Regions from separate parts of the Anas platyrhynchos genome. Here region 2 is linked to region 1. A link is a contact called in public Hi-C data. All regions are on one chromosome and are shown on one strand. The core of a region is the stretch at or near the end of the contact, and the rest is flanking DNA. Distances in the headings are between cores, read along the strand shown. Region 1 holds the start of TMEM254 (transmembrane protein 254). Region 2 holds the start of PPIF (peptidylprolyl isomerase F).

What was found. A called contact is a pair of places that touch in the nucleus more often than the background predicts.
Region 2: a contact with region 1 is called in a Hi-C map of skeletal muscle, with 2.7 times the contacts expected there. The contact joins the promoter of PPIF here to the promoter of TMEM254 in region 1. A contact is called at or near these places in 3 of 8 Hi-C or Micro-C datasets (liver, skeletal muscle and subcutaneous adipose tissue).

Annotation. Positions count from the first base shown.
Region 1 is chr6:15,561,822-15,569,349 of IASCAAS_PekinDuck_T2T, forward strand. TMEM254 (transmembrane protein 254) reads left to right here and starts at 3,384. Exons shown (of 4, transcript XM_005015748.5): 1 at 3,384-3,561; 2 at 3,665-3,768; 3 at 4,549-4,608; 4 at 7,073-7,528. The coding sequence starts at 3,454. The coding sequence ends at 7,193. All of the region lies in intron 1 of LOC113843944, which reads right to left.
Region 2 is chr6:15,834,232-15,841,759 of IASCAAS_PekinDuck_T2T, forward strand. It overlaps PPIF (peptidylprolyl isomerase F), which reads right to left and starts at 4,367. Exons shown (of 6, transcript XM_027460206.3): 1 at 4,165-4,367; 2 at 3,849-3,879; 3 at 2,941-3,029; 4 at 371-467. The coding sequence starts at 4,317.

The DNA of each region.
Region 1 (7,528 bases), core at 2,134-4,633:
TACTACCATGCACGTGAAGAACTTGGCAACCTAACGCTGTGGCTTTCAAAGCAGAAAGCAGAAATAAAAAGTTAGGAATTCTCTCTGAAAGAAACCAGAAGCAATACCAGATACCAAATACTACTTATTAAAAGACTCAAACACTGTCATCAAGCAGTTAAGGGACAGAACAAGGCATCCAAATGCTGATGGCTTGTTGGAGACTTGCTCCTTCAGCCTGTTTTAACCACTCAGAGCATAACGCTGCCCAATGCTGGTATGCAGTCATGGCCCCCTTATCTCCATGTAACACAGTTTTATAATAGTTTCAACTACTCAGGTTTTTCCAACATAACCAATATGAACAAAGTTGCCTGGTCATGTTTAATTTATCCTGGTAAGGTAGGTTCAGTATTATTAAACAGTCTCCCCAAATGGCATAAAATATCTTTTATACCTTCTAAAAACCCTACCAAATACCCATTGCATAAATCCAACTTAAAAGAAACCCATCAAACACTTGTAGCACAAATCTGAACTGTATAAGCTGAGATTTCAAATGGATGTCACTTGTTAGTATTTCACTTTTTAAAGCTATGTCACACATGAAAGAAATCCATCAGAGATGCATGCATATCTTAGTAGGACAAAAGTTACTGACTTCCAACAGATATCAGTAAAACCAACTACAGATCTGTAAAATGCATGCCTGCAATAAAAACTGAAGCTCTGTTTGCAACCTGGACTTCAAACTGGTGAGTTTTTGCTATTTAGAAGAGCTTATTAATGCTGGAGTGTTGGCTGCAGCACATTACAATATAGAGGCCTGTTCCTTTTTAATAACAAAAAGCACGGTGTTAGGATAGGCACACAGAACTTGACATAAATTGATCTCTAAAATGCACAAACTGAGTCTATAGTAAAATCCATGAGAAATTACTACCTTTATAGCTTAAAGGTAATACTTAGTTATTAATTTTTGCAAAGACTAAAGGTGTAGCTGGGGCCTTTATAGCTGGCAATTTCCAAGACTTACATTATGCTCCCAATTATATTCACAACATGATAGAAGAGAACTAGTTTTATCAAGCACCCATGGAATCCATTTACCTATGAAAGCGATAGATCAAAGAGATGTGTGAAGGTTTATTTACTTCCAAGTCAGAATTATTGTACCCCACTGCTTCCTCTTATGCACTTCTCATCATTCCTTGAAGTATATGAATCTGCCAAAAGTCTTGACCATTAGCTGAAAACTGTAAGGCTTTAAAGACCATATACTTCCTTAGCTTATCCAATTTCAAATCTCAAAGAGAAAATGAAATATTTTTCAACTTAAATTTAATTAATTTTCCATTTAAAATTAAAAATAACAGAGGAGTGAAGGTGTATGTTAACTAGTTAAATTAGCAATCAGACATTTCTAGCAGTCAGTTCTTTACAGCATTGTGTCATTTAACTCTGATTTAAAAATATTTTATTGATAATTCCATTTCCTTAAGTAACTTTCACTGGCTGTATCTCATCTCTTTTAAACCAGCCACAAATCCAGTTTAAAGTTGACTGCAGTTCGTTCCCAAGTAATTTCCTAAAAAGATTCCAATCCCTTAATCATTCTTTATCCAAAAAGTTGCTGTTTACACAGTCACATCACTGACTCCAGTAGGATGACTCACGCAATAAAGGTTAGTCTGGATTAGAGTAACCACCACCACCTTTTTTTTCTCTCTCTCTCTCTTTTTTTTTTTTTTTAAGAAATTTAAAAGCCACAGAAGAGCTAACATGTCTCTATCTAGTCTCCGGCATCTACCAAGAACACAAAACAAAAGAGGCAGACTACCTGGCAAATACCCTTTGTACTTCCCGATGAAAGTGAGATAAGTCAATATCTCTAAGTTAGAGATAGCAAATGTTTCTAAACTGAAGGGGGAATGAGTTTTCTACAGTATTAGGTACAACAAGAACTTTATTATATGAAAATCTACTAGAGTGATATAGTGCTATAAACAATGTATGGAATGAGACAGGTATGTTTCAGGGATTACAATGCAGTGGTCCATTTTATTGTTTTCAGCTTGACTAACCTGTCTCAGTTTACATACATAGTCACGGTGGAGACCTCAGGACCCTACAGACACACTTTCAGCGAAAAAGCCTTTTATTAACCTTTTTCTTCCTTTTTTATTTTTTTTTATTTATTTTTATTTTCTTTCTTTCTTTTAAACTAGCATATTTGTCTTTGAGATCTCCGGGAGGATCATACAGCCACCATTTTCATGTTAGGGCAGTGTTAATTGCCATACCTGTTGATCTCATAGCGAACATCTGTTGTGGTCTTAGATTCTTCAAGAATACTTGTGGCTTTAATTACCAGCCTGAGTCTGTATCTAAATCAAGTGTGGCAAGTGAAAGAAACATGTTTCCATGCAAATATCTTTCTAACTTGTTTTTTTTAGGATTATGCTTTTCTTCAGTTTTCTGTGGCTTTGTCTAGTACAAAAATAGGCTCAATGCACAATCTGTGTAGCCTGGAGCAGGGTAAAGCCAGATGAGCTCATCCTCAAATGCCGATGGAGCCCTGTCACTGTGATGGCATCCATGCTGATTGTCAGACACCAACATCCCTACGTCCCCCAGCACAGGAAAGGCCTTAGAAAGAACATGAAGTTGTTTGAATCCTGTCACACAGAGATATGTATTTCAAACTATATAAATCTAAACATGGCCTGGCCAGAGCTGACTGAGCTGTCCGCCGGTGCTAGGACTTGGTGACATTTTGGTGTGTAGTGTGCTGTGGGGAGCTGCCAGGCCTTAATTCAGTCACTTTGTGACACTGACCAGAAGAATGAACACCAAAACTGTAGAATTCTTGCAAGTGAAGGCTCGGGAAGTAAAGCGTGAAGAAATAGTTTTATTTCCTATAACTCGACGAAGTAAATTAGCCCAGCATTTTTCGATACTTCACACAGTACTGTTTGGCAACTGTAGTTTCCAATTCAGATTATACTTGTGAATAAATGTAATTACTGACATCTTCTGGTGTCGAAACCACAAAGGAGCCTAGGCATTAAGGCACAGATCCAGGCACTTTGCCGAAACATGATCAAGCTTTACAGCTAGACTCTGAGAAAAGACTTCCCCAGTGCCAGCCGCCAGCCCAACAGCACCTAAGAAACGGCGAGAAGGACTGACAGGGGACAGGGGGCCGCGGGATCTCTGTGCTTGGACACCTCGGTAACCAAACGCCCTCAGAAGGGCCGAGCCTTTCAGGGAGGAGCAGCGGCCGCCCTCAGCCGCTGCCCCGGGGATCGCCGCCGGGAGGCGCTCGCTGCTCGGGCCCGGGCTGAGGCGCGCCCCGGCCGCCATTACGTGCGGGGGGCCGGGCGCGGTGTTGGCCCCGCCCGCCCGGTGCCGCCCCCCCCGAGCAGCGCCTTAGCGGCGGCGGCGGCCCACGGCCGGGAACAGGGCGACGGGATGGCGGCGGGGACGGGCGCGGAGCGGCTGCAGGATGGCAGCTGCCACTTCCAGCGCTCCCGGCTGCTCTGGATGATCGCCATCGCCTTCGGCATGATCCTGCTGGGCGTAAGGCGGGCGCCGCGGCGAGGGAGCGGGGCGGGCCGAGGGGGGCACGGAGGCTGCTGCCAGTTTCAGCGAGCTAACCTTTTTTTTTTTTCTTTTTTTCAAGTGGGTAACGCTTGGACCCTCAACCATACCTTATAGCTATTTGGGACCGTTTGGCACCTTCCTTCGCTATATCGCAGAGCACTACCACACGTGGGTGTGCTACGCGTAAGTTACTCTGATTTATCGCACCTCGCTTGTTGTCCCTGACTTCCCTGTTTAGGCTGTGCTAAGGAGCTTTGCTGTGACCCGGCTGTTAATTGCATGTAAAGAGGTCTGCCTGCGAGCTCATTACAGCTCGGGAGGGGGGTGCTAGGCGTGTGGAAGACCAGAGAGGCTAAGACATGGCTGAAAGCTTAAACGCTCGGCTTGCAGCCTGGCATCGGCGTTGTTACAGTGGAAAGGGAAAGGAGGACGATACGGCTCCTGGGTACGTTACTAACTTATCCTGTCCATGTGAGAAATAGTCTGCTGAAGCCACTGTGTAGTGCTTAGCTTTGCTGGGTTACAAAACACGTTTTGTTACCTTATTCAACAAGAGCTGGAATACACTTCCTGTAGCCAGGTCTCTCATGTAAAGGGAATCCTCAGACTGTCTCACTTATTTTACCTTGCATCATGTAGATGATAGCCTTCATCATTGCTTTGGCATAGATATTGAACTGATCTGAACTGCATATCCTGCATAGCTTTTTAAAAAAGCTTCTATACAAAAAACTACTGATCAAGTGTGATTGCCACATTATGTGTTCTGTTAACTTTCTCAGTGGACTTCAGGCAGTTTTAAGACAATACTTTTCCTCCTAAGATAATAAACACATCACTTTCTAGCTTAAAATGTAGAGTCAATTCTGTGTTCAGCTTGATATTCCTTGCATAATGCATTTTGGATATGTTAGTCTTCCACCTAATTTTCAACAAAATAAAACATGTTTTCTTTTTTATCAGGTTCTATGTATCCTGGCTGATTCACCTAGTAGAAGCCCTGTATGGTATTCAGTTATGCCAGTAAGTTGGTCTCCTCCCTCACCTTAAATGCTCTGGAAAGGATTTCTGATACAAGTGACATAACTTACAGACTGATTTTGGTGGTGATAAGCAACAATATTGTTTCTGAGGATGCTGATAAAATTCTTGCTGCAGTGATAGCTTGCTGTACTCCGTAAGAGGTTACTGCTGTACTGGGTAGCAAAAAGGGGGGGTGGCAACTTAGAGAACTGGCAGCAGCAAAGTCTGCCAAAGCTTGTCTACCTGCCTCTGAACTCACTGTTCTTTGTATTTATTTATTTTGAGAATCATTCTTTATATGATAGTATAATATATAGTTTCTTGTTCTTCATTATTACGTCAGATCCTGGGTAACATAGCACTTCAGAAAGCAGTGGGTAAAAATAAATAGATGTCTAAATTCAGTCAGATGTTAACAAAATTTTGAGACTGTTAATTAGAGGCTTAAATTCTATCTGTATTGTGAAAATACAATTGGATGCTTCTGTTTGGGACTACGCAAGATCTGATTATATATGCAAGTGGAGGAAAACATTCACCAATCAGACTCGAAAAGTAATGCCAACTAAGTCTTAGATTAGGAGAACAAATTGTTTGGAGACGGCATGCAGTCCACACACATCATCCTTGTATTCATTTGCCTTAAGTTTGTAGTAATTCAGAAGAATGCCGTTGCTACTTCTCATGCTAGTATTTCTTTTTGATTTTTGTGTCTCTATATAGTAGCTGGCAAGTCAGTTTGCCGTTGTGAACACTAGATGTTTTTCTACTTGATTTAATTAATGCCCTGTTTGTCACAAGCTTCTCGGGTAACATCTCATGGAATCAGAGGGATTTTATTCTGTTGAAGCTATCTGAGGTGGTTCTCAAGGCATAAAACATTCAACAAAATAGGAGTTGTTAATCACTATTTACCAAACTCCAAATTTAAGTTCTATAGCTTTATGTCAAAACTTCAACTCTGATTCTACAGATGTATTTCAGATATATGGGCTTAAGGTGATTTTAAACCTGAGGACGCTTCATTACCATTGACCAGACCAAATGGGTCTATTGTAATCAAGTTAAGTAATGAAGTTTTTGCAGAGCAGTGTTAAAGACCATAAGAAAAAGAGCATGAGTTTACCTGCACATTGACTTGGATTACTAGCTAGTCACAAACACTATATACTTCTTACTGATGTAAAACATGGTGATGTCTGCTTACGAACATCACAAAGGAGGCATGAGGAAGAACTAGAAAGCAGGTAGGTATACACTTGTTAATCAGTAGTGGCACTTCCATTTGGCTTCTGGCCTGTATTTTTGCATATGATCTTTTCAAGTAAGCTTGCCTTATAGAAGCAGGTACAATTAAGACCTAGTTTTTAAATTTCTGCACTCATTTGAAAACACTGCAGATGGGATTATAAACAGTTTTTCCACAGCTGGTAAGAGAACTTAAGAATGAATAGTAAGAAATGTTGTGTTAATCAATACTTCATACACATTAATTTGGTCTGTGTAGACACAATTAACAACTGAATTGTTCTAGAAAAGATCAGTAGAGGGAGCTCCCTTCTAAAATTAATGTGTACACTTAGGCTCAACAATTCTTCACTGGAAATGTGAAACCTGTTGTTCTGTTAACTATCATGTTTATCCTTCTATTCTCTGTAAATCCAGGAATATTTCTCAACAACGGTAGGGTGTGGGGATAGAGCGTCACATTGTTGGTTGAGAAGGACAGTTGTCTTCAAGATGGTCACTGTGATCGAATTTTTAAGGGATAAGAAGCATGACTATATTGCTAGACTGAGATAGTGTGACTGTTGCTTCAAACTCTTAATGCATTTACTTGAGTATAAGTCAGCTTACAGACATTCTTTATAGCATCACTAGACCTCTTTGTGTAACATACAGAAAAAAAATCAGGTGCTATTTAAATGACAAGTCAGATCTCTTGATCTTTCTGTACCTTTTTCTAGCCACAAATTCGGGCAACAGTGATCTGCCATCCTGCATTGCGTAGTGATACATAAACAATTGTCAGGCCAATTCGTCCTGCTAGTACCCAGACTATCGTCACCAAGAAGGTATATATGGATTTGTGTAAAGAGCAAAGGTAGATTAGTATTAGGCTTGTCTATTTACTTGATTCTTTGAAGTGTGTAAACTTGTCATAAAGAACAAGTCATTTCACATAGCATAGACAGAAATTGGAGATAGTGTATTACTGAGGAAATTTTATGCATGATATCTATAAAAACATTTGTTCTTTGACAGCTTAAAATCCACTGCAATCTGAAGTACTAGTGTGTTCAGTTAGTAGTCTTTCAAAAATTAGCTCTCAGTAGTGACAGTAATCTAAGATCAAATGTTCTAATCAATTCTGACATACCAATATCTGACCTTAGTAAGTATTAAAATGTAGCCTGCAAGATTAAGCTTTTTGATACATTTTATGGTTTTGTTAATGTTACAGATCTAAAGGCATCACTGACCCAGCAGTTCAGTTTCATTGGTTCGTTCAGACACTTCTATTCGGATACGCTTCTTTTGGTCTTCTGGTGTCTTACAAACCTACAGCCAAGAAGCACTACTAGAAGACTGTGAAAGACATCTCCTTCGACATTGTTCATTCTCATTTTTCAGAAAATAACCTGTAATTAGCTAACTTAGGTTCCTGCTATGTGATGCGATGCCCTTCTACCAAAGTAACTCTCCTCTTCCTTAAGAAGAAACCTACATGATGATATTTCATAGGGCCCTGTGGATATTTCAGCAGAAATTCAGCCCTTCAGTCATGGCACTTCCAAAGTTTAATCCACATTATTGTGCAAGAAGCCAAAGGTTGCTCCTTTGCAGTGTTTGGCATTGATTGCATACTCTGATCATCATTGATAAGAAAAATCCCTGACAGCTGGTAGCAGTGGTTGAT
Region 2 (7,528 bases), core at 3,117-5,616, 270 kb after region 1:
TGCAATGACCATTCAAGTATAAGTTCAACTCTGACTTAGAAAAAAAGGAAATCAAAGTAGTAATTTGACCTTGGTAGAGTTTCTAAGTAAAACACACACACACAAAAAAAACCAACAAAAAAAACGGATCTTGATTTTGCATAGTCCCTTTTATGTAAGGAACAACATCATCTGTTATGGGCTGACATATTTGTACTACAGTCTATAAATAAACACATGCCAGGGACAATGCAGTGTTAAACTTCAGTAACATTTCTGTACCTACCACATGCTCCACATATCTAAAGAATTTATAAAAAATATATCTTCATAAACAATGCGTCATTACTGGTTACAGTCATCAGAAGGCAGAAAGAATCAATTCACTTACCAGGTCCTACATGCTTAAGTATGAAATTTTCGTCTTGAAATCTACTTCCATAAATGGATTTTCCACCAGTTCCATTATGATTTGTGAAGTCACCACCCTGAAATAAAAATGGGTATTGGGTTTAACTTTACTAGCACACAAAGCATTATTTTATACCAGAAACAATGCTATCAGAACTGTACTTGCCTACTCTCATTTAAAAGTAATAAAATGAGCAAATTTTCTCAAATCTCAGGTTAAAAATGAGTATGGTCACAGGAGGATTTAAAATCATGTAACTAGATGAAAATAAAAAAGCTAAAAGCAAATTTCTGCTCCAGATATTGCTGATATTCTCCAGTTGATGTCTCTACCTTGTACAACCACTTCTCTCTATTACAAGTCTTGTTCCCAAATGTGATGCAGCAATTCAGCAGTGATTTTAAGAAACACTTCAAATGCCTCAGAGCAAATACACCCAAATATATTAACTCAGGCAAGCCAGGAAAAATCCCACATTCACCCCCTTCCTCCCCCCCCTTCTTTCTCCCAAGAGGGATAAACACTGGTCAGGGTCTCCAACATCACTGTTTGCTGCTTCCAGCTTTTCTTGCTGAAGTGCTGCAAACTGGGAATGCAGCACTGCGCAGCCACGTAGGCTCCCCTTATTCTAAGTGGACAGACACAAGTACCTTTCACCTTTCAGTGCAGCAGCATGACTTTGCTTTCCAGATTTGGATAGCCCCACTCAAACTCAGAGGTGAGCTGACAGGTAAGCGAGAGACATTTGGAATCTCTGGGAGTTGTAATCCTGAACTTTGAACTTTGTTTTTATTTAAAGATGTAACTGAAGAGGCCATTCCTCTTGAAAACAAGTCACAAAAATCAGGCCCTTATGCAGTACCTTTTTTTTTTTTTTTTTTAAAGCAAAACAATCTTCTGCAGTAGATCCTCATCTGCATCTCTACCCTGTGCTACATCCAAGGTGTTCTACACTGCCCTCTGCCACACCGCTTGCTGGCATAGACATCTTTCAGGTTAGGCACAAAACCTAACAAACAAACCCCACACCACAGCGACTCCCCAAGGCAGCTACTAAACACTGCTCCCAGCAAGCTGCTGTCTCCTCTCCCAGAAATTATGCTACCCGGGCTGGCACACCACAACTCACTCACGTGGTACTCATCTTTCCATTTGCACCCTAAGCAATCCTTTATGGGCTATGTTACAGCAACACCTATGCAATCCCACAAGCATGCTTTGCATGCTGGGTGCCACATGGAGGCATCTTAATTACCAAGTCCAAGCCATCATCTGGATATGATGAACTCCAATTAGGCATACCAACCACCTGAATCATATTAACGCTCCATCTCAACAAGTGGAAGGGCCTCTGGCTTGTTTCATCTTGCTTAACAGTATGTGGAAACCTGTGACAGTGTTTCACTTCGGTAATGACTACTGAGTAATTCCTGAACATAAATCCATCATCTCACTGCATGAGAGTATCCTAGTATCCTCATTTCAGGTCCATTTGTGGAGACAAAGGAGGGAAGAGGCTAGGAGGACCTGATTAAACAGAACTTCTCAAACTAGTGGTACAACTTAGTAGAACTTCTCTTATATAAATATACTTCTGATCCCAGCAAGACCTCTAAATTGCATCCTTTTGTCAGCACCAGAAAAATGGAGTTTTCATTTCAAAGGCAAGAAATTAGTTCCTTTACAGCACACGTGTACCCTGCCTCTTAGTAGAAATAGGTCATATGAGGGCCTCTTGTTGAGACAACTGTATTTTTAACTTAAAGAGGATGAGAGACCACCACAGTCACCAGTTAATAAAGCAAGCCCACTTGTTATGACCTTTATCTCAAAATGTTTTCAAAGACATACTACAATCCAATGCTGTTCAAATGTAGAGAACAGAGGACCTCAACTAAGGAAGAGAGGACCACTAGGAATTAAACGATTCAGTGCACTACAGCAGCAGAAACCTGTTCACCTGCAAAGTGCAATAGAAAAAAAGACTTTCAAGAAGGCCGAAAAAAAACGCATAACAACATCCTTTAAATAAAAGGAAAATCTTCTTTGTGTGTGCCATCCCAAAAGTTTATCCTAACCAATTGTTTTTGCTCCTTCCTCCCCTCCAAATCAGAAGGGCGTTGAGGATAAAAAAAAAAGTTGTTTTTTCCCCAATGAAACACATTATTTACTGTGAACAAATTATGCTACTAAGAATGGACACACTGTTTTCTTAGCTTACTCAGCATATAAGGTCTCTTCTAATTCTACTCACAAGTGTGTGCTATTCATCAAATATACCCCACTCCAGTATGCTGTGATAAAAGCTTTGCTTTAAGCCATTTTTTAAGACAGCCTATACAGAATTCACATTTATGAGTACCAAAGATAGGCTGAGCAACAGCCAGAGCCAAAAGAGCAAGAAGACATGCCCCACTGTCACTTGTTCATTCTGCAGCTGGCAAAGGCAGCCACTTGAAATGTTACCACTAGTCTAAAGGGTTCTAAAAATACTTGAATAACATACAGATAATTTTAACAGTGAAAGCAAAAACAAAGAACAACATTACCTGGCACATAAACGAAGGAATCACTCTGTGAAAAGTGGATCCTTTATAACCAAATCCTTTTTCACCAGTACAGAGAGCTCTAAAGTTTTCTGCGGAAACAAAGCATAGGACGGTATGTTCCCATACACGACACGTAATGAAGTCAAACACAATTAACGTCACTAGGTCCCAAGATTATATACTTCAAGAAGTCTATTATATCTTTAAGGTATTATCAGTTGGTTGTTTTCATCCTCAAAGAAACACTGCTACAAAACCACAGAAATAAAGCAAACCAGGGTACAAACAGAATCCTCCCTCGCACTGCCCTTGGATTTTGCTGTTACACCTTTACACCCCTGAGTCCCATCACTCCGGAGTCAAAGATCACATTTTCTGCATGTTGTGCCTTTGTTCTCGAGTTTAACTGTGGAGATGATGCTTCTCCTTACTTTGTTCATCTAATGAGAACTGAAAGAAAGCTACAAGTTTTTCAGAACCACTAAATAAGCAATAAGGAAAGAAGCATATGGAAAAGTACGAGAACTTTATAACCTGGGTGCACTAGTTAACTAGTGACAAGGAAAATAAAACCCTGTATGCTGTCATAATACCCTACCAGAGGAACCCTTTGTGGGTTTCCCTTTCCAGTTTGTTTTGTGGTTTGGTTTTAATAAAAGGCAACTCATTTTCAAGCATAGTTATTCACCACTGGTAACCCAACATCAGCCTGTACACAAGTTCATAGAAGTTACAAAATAAAACTATTTGAAACAACAAACTAAAGCCCTAGCACCGCTCTGACGAAGTTCAGAACATATTTCTTGATTTCACAAATGGGGAAGGAAGATGGAAATAGTTTCCCTAAGTTATGGGAATGTTCTTCTTCCTGCCATTTTAAGTATGAAATTCTCAAGGTGATGCCCTACCTGCTGTCTTTGGGACCACATCAGCTTTCAGCTGTTGAAGAAATAGAAAAGGAAGAATTAGTCAGGTTTTCCACACATACATGCACTGAACAACTCGCGTGCGGTGAGTTGGTGCAATTGAACAGCCGCAGGGGCCGAGCCGTGCCCAGCACGGAGCCACGCGGCACCACACCGGGAGGCCAAGGAGAAAGGGGCACGGACACCGCCCCGCAGCCCTGCACCGACCCCCGGCAGCCCCCACCGCTGCCCTCCCGCCTGCCCTTGGCGGCGCGGCCCTGCCGGACACTCCGTCCCGTCCCGCCCCGTCCCCCCGCACCTCCAGCACCACGCGGCCCAGCGGCTGCTCGTCGGCGCCCACGTCCAGGTAGACCAGCGGGTTCCGCGGGGCGCCGGGCCCCGAGCCGCAGCCGCGGGCGAGCCCGGGCCGGGTGCGGGGCAGGAGGCGGCGGGCGGCGCTCAGCGCCTGCATGGGCCCGGGGCGCGCAGACACGGCGGGGCCGCGCGGCGCCGCCTTTTATCGCCCTCACGGGGCGGGCGCTGCCGGCATCCCGCCCGCCGCACACAGAGCCGCCTGGCGGCACCAGCACCGCGCCGCAACCGGGGCGGCCAGCCTCCAGCCTCCGGCCCCCGCCAGTCCCGGTCCCCAGCCCTGCCCCGAGCACAGAGGTCAGGGCAGGATCCCAAGAGCTTGGAGATGGCGATTCAACAGCTTCCAGCTCATTGAACCTCTCTTAACCCTGAGCATCAGTATCAGCTCTCTTGGCAATGATTTGGAAGCTGCCCTTCCCAAACCTGCTCCCCATTGCATCAAGAATCTGCTCCAAAGATTGCTCCATCAGCTTTATGTAACGCGCCCTACTTCTTGTGCTGGAGGAAGCGAGTTGAGTCTTACCCACCTGTGTCGTGCTCAGCATGATTTTTAGACCTGCATCTTTGCACCTCCCGGTCATGTCTTTTCCAAACCAAAGTTGCAGCCAACTTGATCACTACTTATAAGAAAGCTGTTCCGTGCCTCTAATGCCTCACCTTTAATGCCCTTCTCCAAGGTGTTTCCAGTTTTATGATATCCTTTTAGAGATGAGGGAATCTTTGCACAGTATCCAAAAGAGGGGTAAACAATGAATTTGTACATATAGCACCATAACAGTGTTTTCAGTTCTGTTTTCTATTCCTTTACTAATAGCTCCTTCTACAGGTTCGCTTTCTGGCTGGCCTGGAACATTTTTATGGACCTTTTTACCATAACTCTCAAATCTTGCTAAGTTGAAACAGTGAACAGTGAACTTCTATGGAAAGTTAGGACTGTTTTTGCATTACTTCATTTGCATTGATTTCTATCTGATACTTCATTGCCCAGTTGCTTAATTTCATTAAATCCTTCTTAAATTCTTCACAGTTGGCTCTTGTTCAAACTATCCTAAATAAAGTATTATCATCTATGAAGCAGGTGCCTATGAGAATCACCTGATTTGGTTATGAGAAATTCCAGTTGGTATTTATAGCCAGCACAGCATATAACATTAGAAAACAGCAAACTTCTCTGAAGTGATAGGTAGGACAAGGGAGATTATTAGCAATTTTTCTAAATCTCTCAATGTGTCCATTAGCACGCACTTTAGGAGAGAATCCAGAGAACAACAGAAGCACTAAAAGCTTTAGAAAACATATTAGATATCTGAAACATATACTAGATTAAAGGAAAACACCTATCCTTGAGATTCACAAGTGGAAAACAGGGACAGACAAAAGCTTGAAATGTTTATTTGTCTTCTTAGATTTAAGTACTGGGACTTAGGGGAGGGTTTGTGTTTTTTTTTTGTTTTGACTACAACCCCAAAAATACTCTACACCAACAGGTAGACTCTGTGGGCTTAAAGGTCCTTGACAGACGAAAAAGTACACAAAAAGAAAAAACACATCGTTCTAACAGCAAGCCATCCTATCCTACCATGTATCTTCTATTCAACAGTTGTGCATCACCCCCATAAAATGAGTTCCAGAACTGGAGTAAAATAGCTGCACATTTACAATGGACAGTGGAAATTTCAGCATTTGTTGTCCAATTCATAACAGAAGGCTGAAGTAAACATAACTGATGAAATGGTGAGACTTTGGATTCAGAAGTTACAAAATTAGAGAAATTACAAAAGGATCAGGCTGACCAAGCAAAACAGATGCATTACCATACCACTCTGACCACGAAAACACACACACTAAAGAAAGAAGCTGTTAAGACTCTTACTACACATGAAACTGAAAATCATCTGTTTATTTTGTATAGTGATTACCAGCTACAATTATTATTATTATTACTATTTAATAGTAGCTAAGTCAGTATGTATGTTTCAGTTGCCTTTTATGCTCTCAGCTGCTAGTCCATTTTGGGAAATAATTTAATCGAGTCATCAATCTGTTTAATTCTCTGGTGACCATAAGAAAGATGACCACACTCTTTTTAATGTTTTAATTGTAGTAGCCACTAGAAGCCCAAACCAAAATTAGCATTTGGGTGTTGAGTTCTGTGCATACCTATAATAAAAGACAGTTCTGGCCCTGAAGGCCTATCATTTAATAAGACAAAAGACGAGTGAAAGAAAGTATCATCTTAATTTTGCAGTTTGAAAGCACTGCCAGAGTAGCTTTTAATTGTTTTGCTAAGAGTTCACAGGTATCTTTGGTAGAGTAAACAATGCTATTTTCCATGTTTACAGGCCTTTGCGAGAAGCAAACCATCTCACTCTCTGTCACAGTGGGGATTTCTTATTTGGGAATATAGGCTAAATCATTATCTCTAGGCCTACAGATTAAAACTGCTAAATCGCTCGTTATGTTTTATTCCTGCACAGTGAGATGAGTTAAAACTTGTACAGACAGTATGATAGGAACTTCTGAGTTACGCAAAGGTCATTTTCCAAGAAAGACAGAGAAGAAAGAAAAAAAAAAAGAAAAAATATACCTCTAAAAAGTCTGCCAAAAGACCACCTTGGATCACTAGAACATGAGGCCCGGAGCTAGCTCGGTGAAGTGAAATGATTTAGAGGAGCATTGAAGAGATCTGTTTGAAGATATGTTCATTGTTGAAATCCTACAATGCTTGGCTAGGAAACGAGTGCACCCTCAGCTATACAGGATAAGTGACTGAGGGTGGTGGCTCAGACAAAAGTGAAGACAGAGGCCTCAGCAGAGCCATCACGGAGGCTGGTACCAGAAAACCCAGACTTAAAAAAACAATGCAGAATTTACAGGCAGATAAACAAGAAGGACATTTTTAATATAAGTTTCTAAAGTGGCATTTTTTAGAAAGGCACCTATTGAAGGACTCATGCCATACCAGAGAAATTCCTGCACAGGAACCTTATAAAATGCAATAGCAGTATTTCATATTGATACATCACTTACAACCTGAACGTCTTTATAAATAGGACTGTGTGGTTACTGCATAAATTTTAATATTATGCCAAGATGGACAGAAAACAGAGCAGTTAAGTGACTTTTCAAAAGTATCGTAAAGAATAAATGCTTGAAACGTAGCTTAAATTTGGGAATTTTGATTCCAAGGAGCAAGAAATGGTGTAACCACCTAGCAGACAGACACTGCACTGGCAAAAAAAAAAAAAGTGACAGGCATTCCTGACTGTATCTGGCCTACTGGTTTGTAACTCGGGAATGCAGGTGAATTG